Regions from separate parts of the Mus musculus genome. Here region 1 is linked to region 2. Evidence: chromatin contacts called from public Hi-C data. All regions are on one chromosome and are shown on one strand. Each heading gives the region's core, a stretch centred on a gene start, on an enhancer-like site or on the middle of the called end of the contact. The rest is flanking DNA. Distances are from core to core; before and after follow the strand shown.

Region 1 (4,449 bases), core at 1,727-4,226, 400 kb after region 2:
CTTGAGTGGGAGTCACAGTTCTTGGAGACACATACCTGTGTCTTCCCTCCATGTGCCACTAAAATATGTGTTTTTCCATAGCACATGCTTCCCCCCCCCCCCCGGGGTGGGGAGGGCAGCTTTCCATTTTAGTGTGAGATAGGCAAAGGAAGGGGAGGTGGAAAAGACAGTTAAGGCCGTCGGAATCCTTTTCCCTCCACATAAGACACTGGAGTTGTACGTGTTTGGGGAGGCTTTTCTGGTGACTTATAACTGGACAATCCAATGGAGAGTGATGTGTGCCAGGGAGCCCAGAAAGGCTTTTACATATGACCACTCACTTGGCCTGAGAGTTGGTCCATGTAATTGGGAGCACCATCCTTGTTAGTGGACAAGAGAAATGGGGTGTAGAGAGGGGAATTGCCCTGAGTTTACTTGACTGGTAGGAGATGAGAAGGAGGTAGAATTGATCAGCTTGCATCAAGAGCCCTTCTTCTTAGGCTCCCAGTGAAGTTTAGAAATGGGATCACACCTAGTATATACAGACCCTGCCACAGAAGCTGCATCTTCAGTCTCCAAGTACTGGGGTTACAGAGACACTGGGCAGCATGGCTGTCCGTCGTGGGAGTAGGTCACATACTCACAGTTTCAGTAAAGGATTGAGTTAAAGTAGATGAGACAAATGACAAGGCTAGTCTTCACCGGGCTCAAGCAAGCAATGCTGGTTCTGCCTCAGCTTCGCCCAGCAGTTTCTACTTCAGTCTGGCTGTATCAAGCCCTTGATGCTAGCCATAAAAGCATGGTATGGGTCCCTACATTCAATTTCATTGTTTGGAGCCAGAATCAATTAAAAGACTCTTTCATAGATTACATTAATAGGGGTTTGGCAACAACAAGAATATTGGTGACATCATGAATGGTAGCACCTGAGGAAGAAAGGTGACATTAAAAGGTTGGACTCCAGAGTCAGGCGCTCGCTCTTGACTTTGACCTTCACAATTCTGCCACTTGTTAACTGCATAATCACAGGCAAATGACAACTCTTCCCTCAGGTGTCATTTTATCTCAGTCCTCACTGCTGAGCACACACAGGCAATGATGAAAGTCACAGAAAGACTGTCCTGAAGGTAAGGAATGTTGCTTGCGGGTGAAGCTGTCAGGAAGGGCTTCCTGCAGGAGGTGACATCTGAGCTGTGGTAACTGTCTTCATGGCTGAGGACAGTACTAACTTACACCTCTTCAACACTCCTCCCCTCCCCCAACACACACACAAGCATGCGCGCGCACACACACAAACACACATAAAGACACACATACTCTACTACTCAGCTATTAAAAAGAATGAATTTATGAAATTCCTAGCCAAATGGATGGACCTGGAGGGCATCATCCCGAGAGAGGTAACACATTCACAAAGAAACTCACACAATATGTACTCACTGATAAGTGGATATTAGCCCCAAACCTAGGATACCCAAGATATAAGATATAATTTGCTAAACACATGAAACTCAAGAAGAATGAAGACTGAAGTGTGGACACTATGCCCCTCCTTAGATTTGGGAACAAAACACCCATGGAAGGAGTTACAGAGACAAAGTTTGGAGCTGAGATGAAAGGATGGACCATGTAGAGACTGCCATATCCAGGGATCCACCCCATAATCAGCATCCAAACGCTGACACCATTGCATACACTAGCAAGATTTTATTGAAAGGACCCAGATGTAGCTGTCTCTTGTGAGACTATGCAGGGGCCTAGCAAACACAGAAGTGGATGCTCACAGTCAGCTAATGGATGGATCATAGGGCTCCCAATGGAGGAGCTAGAGAAAGTAGCCAAGGAGCTAAAGGGATCTGCAACCCTATAGGTGGAACAACATTATGAACTAACCAGTACCCCGGAGCTCTTGACTCTAGCTGCATATATATCAAAAGATGGCCTAGTCGGCCATCACTGGAAAGAGAGGCCCATTGGACTTGCAAACTTTATATGCCCCAGTACAGGGGAACACCAGGGCCAAAAAGGGGGAGTGGGTGGGCAGGGGAGTCGGGGTGGGTGGATATGGGGGACTTTTGGTATAGCATTGGAAATGTAAATGAGCTAAATACCTAATAAAAAATGGAAAAAAAAAAGACACACATACTCACACACACGCACACACAAACACCCTGCCACACATTTACATTTTTATCAGCATATATTCATTATATTTAGTCCTGGATTTCATAAGGGCATTCTTTTTTTTTTAAATGAAGGTTTTTGTTTGTTTGTTTGTTTGTTTGTTTGTTTTTTAGTATCAAATAAAGTTTATTTAGGGCATGGGGAAGGGAGTTGAGAGGGAGAGAGAGAGAGAGAGAGAGTGAGAGAGAGAAGAGAAGAGAAGAGAGAGAGAGAGAGAGAAAGGAGTAGAGGCTAACCATGAGTACATGGAGAGAGATGGGGAGCAGAATGGGGAGAGAAGGCTCAGAGAGGGAAGAGAAGAGAGCAAGAGAAGAGAGTGAGCCACAGTGAGGTTTTAAAGATTAGGGCAGCCTCTGAGGGAAGCATAGGTCATTGAGTTCAGCAATAGCCTTTCTTCTCTCCATCTCTGTACAATACCCCAGAGCTGTCTAACAAAGGCTCTGCAGAGCAGGGGGATAAGGTGGGTGAGACCCTCCTACTCTCCATCTTTCTAGTGTCTTTGAGTCCATTTTAATTGTTAAAACTCTATAAAGGTATGTCAGAGAGCCATTTTACTCCCACTCCGGTGACATAAGGGCATTCTTATAAGGATACATTGTACTTATTCTCTCCTATTGCATTTATGCATATAGGATATTATGCACCTACATAAAGTCAAGCATCCACAGAGGAGATGAAAGTGTGTGATATTTGTTTTTCTGCCACCTTTCAAATGGTAATTTTGGCCCGGCATGATGCTAAAGACTTCTCAGGTTCTCCCTTTCTCAGAGGCGCCTTGCATTGTTTATCTTCTTTTCTACAAGGATAGCCTGAAGCCATCTCCAAGGTCAAGACAACACCTTCAAGGTCACAGAGACAGCAAAGAGCTGAGTCATATCTCCCTGACTGCATTCAGAAAAGACACACACGTGTTACTTTTTCTCTAGGTGTGAAGTTGACTTGTAGCTTACTCTCTACTTTGTTATGATTTAAAAGGCCATCTGTCTCCATCGCTGATACATCTGCTGTTGGCATTCCAGTTTTGCTAACTTGTTTGTGTCATGTGGAGTTGCAGAGGTCTCTCAGCATCTCTGCCCAGTAGTTCATGGTATATGCACTTGTACAAGTGCATATGAACCCCAAAGCTAGCCTTTGGTACATTGGTAACTTCCACTATTCTGAGAGTTCAGGTGTCTGAATTATCAGAAGTGCATACATGCCTACTGAAGCTTCATTTAATTGACAACACACAGCTCCTGCTACACTTAGGAAAGTTTTCCCAGCCTAGCAACAAAAAGGCTTCACAGAAGGAGTCGCTCTGCATTCATTATTAAGATGTTTTCTGATGCTGCTCTTCAATAACAAAGGACAACTTGAGTCAGCCTGAGCAAGAAACAATTTGTTGGAAGGATGCAAGGACATCTAAGAGACCCTAGGGAATGAGCCAGTTCTAAGCAAATGAAATCAAATTTAAAAATGGGCTGCTCCAGGGACCCAAATAGAAGGAGTTTATGATTTATTCATTTTGAGTTCTGCAATGGAATCCCTACAGCTGGGCTTGGCAGGCTTTTCCTCTAGAAGAAAGCATTTTTCCTGTACCCCAGTCACTTGCTACAGTCTACCTTACACCTGTTCAAAAGACCACAAGCTAGCCAGGTCCAATTCAAAGTTTGTATTTTTAAACATGACTTATAGTTTGGCAAATGTATAGTCTGTTGTGAGAGTGTATTGGTACATCATTTCTCTAAATAAATAAATAAATAAATAGGAAATCCAACCTTAATTTTGTAGGACCTAAGAAATTATTTGATATAAATACTTTAATGATGGTACTTGGGTTTTAGAATGTCAGTGGTATTAACATCTGATTTACGAAATAACTCTAATAGCTGGTTCTCCCCCTTCTCCTTTTCCTTCCTTCATTTTGTTCACTCTTCCCATGATGCCCTGTGTAGAGATGATACCTAGGGACTCTGTGAACACTGGGCAACTGTTTTACTGCTGATCTGCATGGCTCCTGCAGTTCACTTAACTATTTCCTTATTTTATAAGCTTAAAAATTGTATGGGATACCTAAAACTTAGCTTTATTTTCTATAATTCTATAAAATAAAGCAATAATTAAACAAACAAAAAGATGTATAGTGAGAACTGAGTGAATCCATAGTGTCTAGTCCATAAGAAACACATTGGATCTGTTAGCTGTTTTCCACATTGCTCTGCCCTGCCCATCTGTAGATCACTGTTTTCTGGGTCCTTGGCATCCTGCACAATGGACTGACCTTGGCGGCCTTCCTGATTTTTAACT
Region 2 (4,474 bases), core at 883-3,382:
TCTCCCTGTCTCTCCAGTGCTGGGATTGAAGGCATGTGCCACCACCACCTCCTGGCTTTTTTTTTTTTAAAGAGTAGTGAGCGAATGAGATACTAAATAGCAGCTGTTAGTGAGGCAGTTGTCAGAATGTGTCTGAAAACTTAAAGTAGGGCTTTTGTTATTTTTATTTGAAACTGGGTCTTACTCTGCAGCCAGGGCCAGCCTCGAGCGTGAATGTACAAACCTGTTCCTTTAGAGGAATGTCCCACCTTTGCTGGCCTTAAATTCACAGAGATTGCTTGTCTCTGCTGGGCTTAAAGGTGTACCTGGTTACACCCAGGTCCTTGTGCATGTTAGACTACCCAACTGTATCGTGAAGCCACTTCCCGGGATGGTTTTGGAGAAACTAAGTGCCTTCCTGGGAATTTGATTCTTAGAATAGGATGCAAGCAGAGCCAGGAGTCAGGCACCAAGACCTTGAGACTCTCACATTCCTGCCACAACAGTTTCTCAGTCATTCTAAACTCAACCAGCAGGGGGCGCCAGCGCACCATGTTCCTCTGAGTGTCGGGTACCTAAGAAGCTGCCCGTGCTGCTTCCTGCCAGGAGATGACCTCTATGTGTCTTTTCTGCCTGTTCCTTTCAGCAGAGGAAAGTAAGGGGATGCTCTGCTTGGAGCTACCTGGCAACCAGCAACTGAGTAGTGTGATCCTGCCTCCGCAGATGGAAGAAAATGAAAGTGCAGATCGTGCTGTGGGAAGCTGTTACCCTTGGCCTCAGCGTGTTCTATGCAATACCCCGTTTGCACTGCATGTGTGTGTCCACAGAAGGATTAGCCAGAGGGAAAAAAGAACAGTGTTTTTTTCCTATAGAAAGGCAAGAGAGAAGACGACACGATTCACTGGGTAAATGAAGCTGCCACCAAACCCAGTCTCTGGGATTTACTGGGTAGAGAGGAGAACTGGCTCCCAGGGCTGTACTCTGCAGTCATGCACCTGCTACCCCCAAACAAACAAGTAAACAAGTGTTAAAAAAACAAGAACTGGGCTAGGAACTGTAGGGGTTTGAACCAGGATGGTCCCCGTAAGCTCATAAATTTTAATGCTTGGCTTCCGGTTAGTGGAACTGTTTGAGAAGGACTAGGAGGTATGGCCTTGTTGGGGAAGCATGTCACTGGGGTGGGTTGTGAGGTTTCAAAAGGCCAGGCCAGGCCCAGTGTCTCTCTCTGCTTGCAGCTGTGGATCAGATGTAAACGCTATGCTCTGTCCAGGGCCAGGTCTGCCTGCCTGCCTGCCTGCCTGCCTGCTGCCTGCCTGCCTGCCTGCTGCCTGCCTGCCTGCCTGCCTGCTGTCATGCTCCTCTGCATGATGATCATGGACTTTCTGAAACTGTAGACAAGCTTCCCAATTAAATGCTTTTATTTTTATTATTATTATTTTTTTAATTTTTTATTTTTTTTTCCTCCCACCCCTATTTTTATTATTTTTAAAAACTTTTTATTGATTCTTTGTGAGTTTCACATCATGTACCCCAGTTTCGCTCATCTCCCTGTCCCCTCGTGTCTGCCCTCTGCCCTTTCAACTCCCCCAGAATAACACACACACACACACCCACCCAAAGCATAGAAAACATCTCATGGTGGAAGCTGCAGTGTGTCCCAGTGTGTCCCACAGGATATCCCTCTGTCCACATGCCTTCACTTGCGAATGCTCATTGCAATGTGTCTGGTTAGAAGACTCTGGCTTCTGTGACACCAACATTGAATTCTCACTGGGACTCCTCCTGGTTATCCTATGTGTTCCCCTGTGTCATGAGATCTTGGAGTTTTGGATCAGCCGGAGTGGCCCTTTCACACCCCCCCCCCCAAATTCACAGGTGAGGTAGATGTTGGGATAGGCCAACTCAAAAGCCTTGGATCTGGGCATGGGTGGCAGTTGAGCAGGTCAGCCCTCCAGTCCTTACCACACCACCAGGGCCAGCTCTCCAGCACTGCCCTGGCTAGGCCACCCAATGCTGCTACTGGCAGGAAGGAGGCAGCTCTTCTGCTGTCATGCCCTCTGGGTGGCTCACCTGTACCCATACCTCTCCAGCCAGCTCCACTGTGCTGCTCAGTAAAAGTTCGAGGCCCACTCAGTGCTGTAGCTGGCAAGAGGCTGGGCCAGCGTTCCTGCTCTCAGGACCCAGGGCCAGCTTTCCTAACTGCTGGGCGTGGTGAGGGGTGAGTCTGACCAAGCCCGCTCAGTCAGTCAACAGGTTCTCCAGCGCGGGAGTGAGGATTAAAAAGAAAAAAAGATAGTTAGACAACATTGTAGCATGACCCAAGTCAATTCTCAGACTGAAGGCAAATTTAATTTTCCAATCCACTTTTTATACATTTTAATTACATGCAGGTATTTTGGGCGAGCAGTACAATAAGGAACTAACAAGGCAGTAAGCGAAGTCCTGTGATTACTCCCATGGCAGTTGTTTAAAAGGGCTTGTTATAATGACCCAACACTTGAGCCCACTTCCTCGTCCAAGCCCAAAATCTTGCCTGAAGCCTAGTTCTTCTGTTCCATCCTGAGACATCCTAAAATTCCTGCCTTACCCGACTTCCTTATTACAGCCTAAAGTTAGATTCTTACTGAAACTGACTTCCTTATTATGCCCTAATGTCAGAGTCCTGCCTGAGCTTACTTCCAATGTCAGATTCCTGCCTGAAGCCCATTTTCTGCCAAGTGGTATCCCAGAAGGCTTTCCAGCAATTAGGTGTGGGAAGGGCCTCACCTCCACACCAGCACAACCCCATGGTGGAGGAGTGGTGAGGCCAGCGCTCCCATGCTGGCTTTACCTTAGGGCCGGATCACCTGCGGCCCTGCTACTAGGGCCAGCTCTACTGTGCTGCACAGACCAGGCAAAGGACCCACTCTCCCGAGTGCACAGCTGTTGAGGGGCAAGACCCGCTCTCCCACTCTCATGACTCCCCAGCCAGCTCCCAATTGCCAGTTATGTGTGTTTCGGGTGGAGGAGGTTTATCACCTCTACACGTGTGCCACAAACATGCTGGGGAGGATGTATTTCAGGGGCAGGACACTTGGGTGGCATGAATGTGCTTGACCGGTATGTCAGAGGTCCTAGGTTCACTCCTCCTAGCTGCAAAAAACATCAAAAACAAAACAAAACAAAAAAGTATAGCAAACCTCTAAAATCAGCCTACCACCACCATCACCACCACCAGCAGCAGCAATAAAACAACCCCTCAAACCCACAACAAAACACAACAACAAAACAAGCCCCAGCCGGGCGGTGGCGCACGCCTTTAATCCCAGCACTCGGGAGGCAGAGGCAGGTGGATTTCTGAGTTTGAGGCCAGCCTGGTCTACAAAGTGAGTTCCAGGACAGCCAGGACTATACAGAGAAACCCTGTCTCGAAAAACAAAACAAAACAAAAAACAAGCCCCAAACAAACAGCAGAACACCATGGAAAGAGACCGAATGTGAGCTGATTACCTCGTGGGACTGGAGGGAAAAGCTCCGTCATCGACTTAGTCATGTTTTCTTTCAAATAACAAAAAATATCATGTTTATTATAAAGACAGGATCTCACTGTGTTGCAAAGATTGGCCTTGAACTCACAGGAATCCTCCAGTCTCAGTCGCAGGAAATTACAAGCATGAGCCACCACACCCAGCCTGTAGTGTAATTTTTAGTAGACATGGTCTTTTTCTGTTGCTCAGGCTAACCCCAAACTTCTGGACTTGAGCATGCCTCCCCAGTCAGCCTCGGGCATGCACAGCTCCAGGCACACACTGCCCTGCCTGGCTCCATCCCAGCAATGCTGTTCAAGGCCTGCCATGTTTGAGGGACTGTTTCAGTGGTGAAATAAAACAGATCACCAAGCCCAGCCCCCACTCTCATGGAGGTCGGGGCACCCACTGTGCTGATTTGGGCGATGGAGATCCTGCATCCTGGGAGACCAGGAACAGTCTGTCTCTAAGTGTTAGGGGAGCATACTCCTTTGTACTCCGTTCATTTCAGGTAAGAATCGCTGACCTGTCCAGGGCTGGGGTGCTGATTGGTGCTGAGAGATGGAAGGATGCCCTGAGCGCCTGCCCCTGCCCCCATCACTGCCGTGACTGGCTATCTCTCTACTTTGCAAAGTCAGCAGTGTGACCCACTTTGGTTAATGGAGAGGAGATTTCGAGCTGTCTTCCCAGCATGCCTTGAGGCAGCTGCAGCTATCACTGAAGCTCTTAATGAAACACCTTGAATGGCTGTTCCGATGAACAGCTTGTTGTATTAGGTTAGCTCATTCTCACCCACAACTGCCTGGGTGACAAGGGCCGGAAAAAGTATTTGTGGGTTTATATATATATATATATATATATATATATATATATATATATATATATATATATATATATATATATTTATTAAGATATGACACTTAATCGTTTATGTTTGGGCTCAGGAGTGTGGATGACCTTTCTAGCTTTAACTGAGTCTGTTCTGTATT

The links. A called contact is a pair of places that touch in the nucleus more often than the background predicts.
Region 1: a contact with region 2 is called in a Hi-C map of trophoblast stem cells, with 2.6 times the contacts expected there. The contact joins two enhancer-like sites. A contact is called at or near these places in 5 of 484 Hi-C or Micro-C datasets (cerebral cortex, cortical neurons, embryonic stem cells and 1 more) and 1 of 115 datasets of contacts at active chromatin or transcription factors (embryonic stem cells).

What each region holds. Positions count from the first base shown.
Region 1 is chr16:9,281,690-9,286,138 of GRCm38.p6, forward strand. The region is part of intron 1 of Gm41418 (a long non-coding RNA gene); the gene reads left to right. Among named protein-coding and RNA genes, the nearest start is that of Gm41418, 3.9 kb to the left of the region's middle. Within about 2 kb of position 2,977, at least 6 of the 459 cell types and tissues checked have an H3K27ac peak or open chromatin away from gene starts, as enhancers often do. A contact at or near this core is called in trophoblast stem cells, where this site is marked.
Region 2 is chr16:8,883,314-8,887,787 of GRCm38.p6, forward strand. Gm30310 (a long non-coding RNA gene) reads left to right here. Exons shown (of 3, transcript XR_001781949.1): 1 at 1-884. Among named protein-coding and RNA genes, the nearest start is that of Gm30310, 3.9 kb to the left of the region's middle. Within about 2 kb of position 2,133, at least 7 of the 459 cell types and tissues checked have an H3K27ac peak or open chromatin away from gene starts, as enhancers often do. A contact at or near this core is called in trophoblast stem cells, where this site is marked.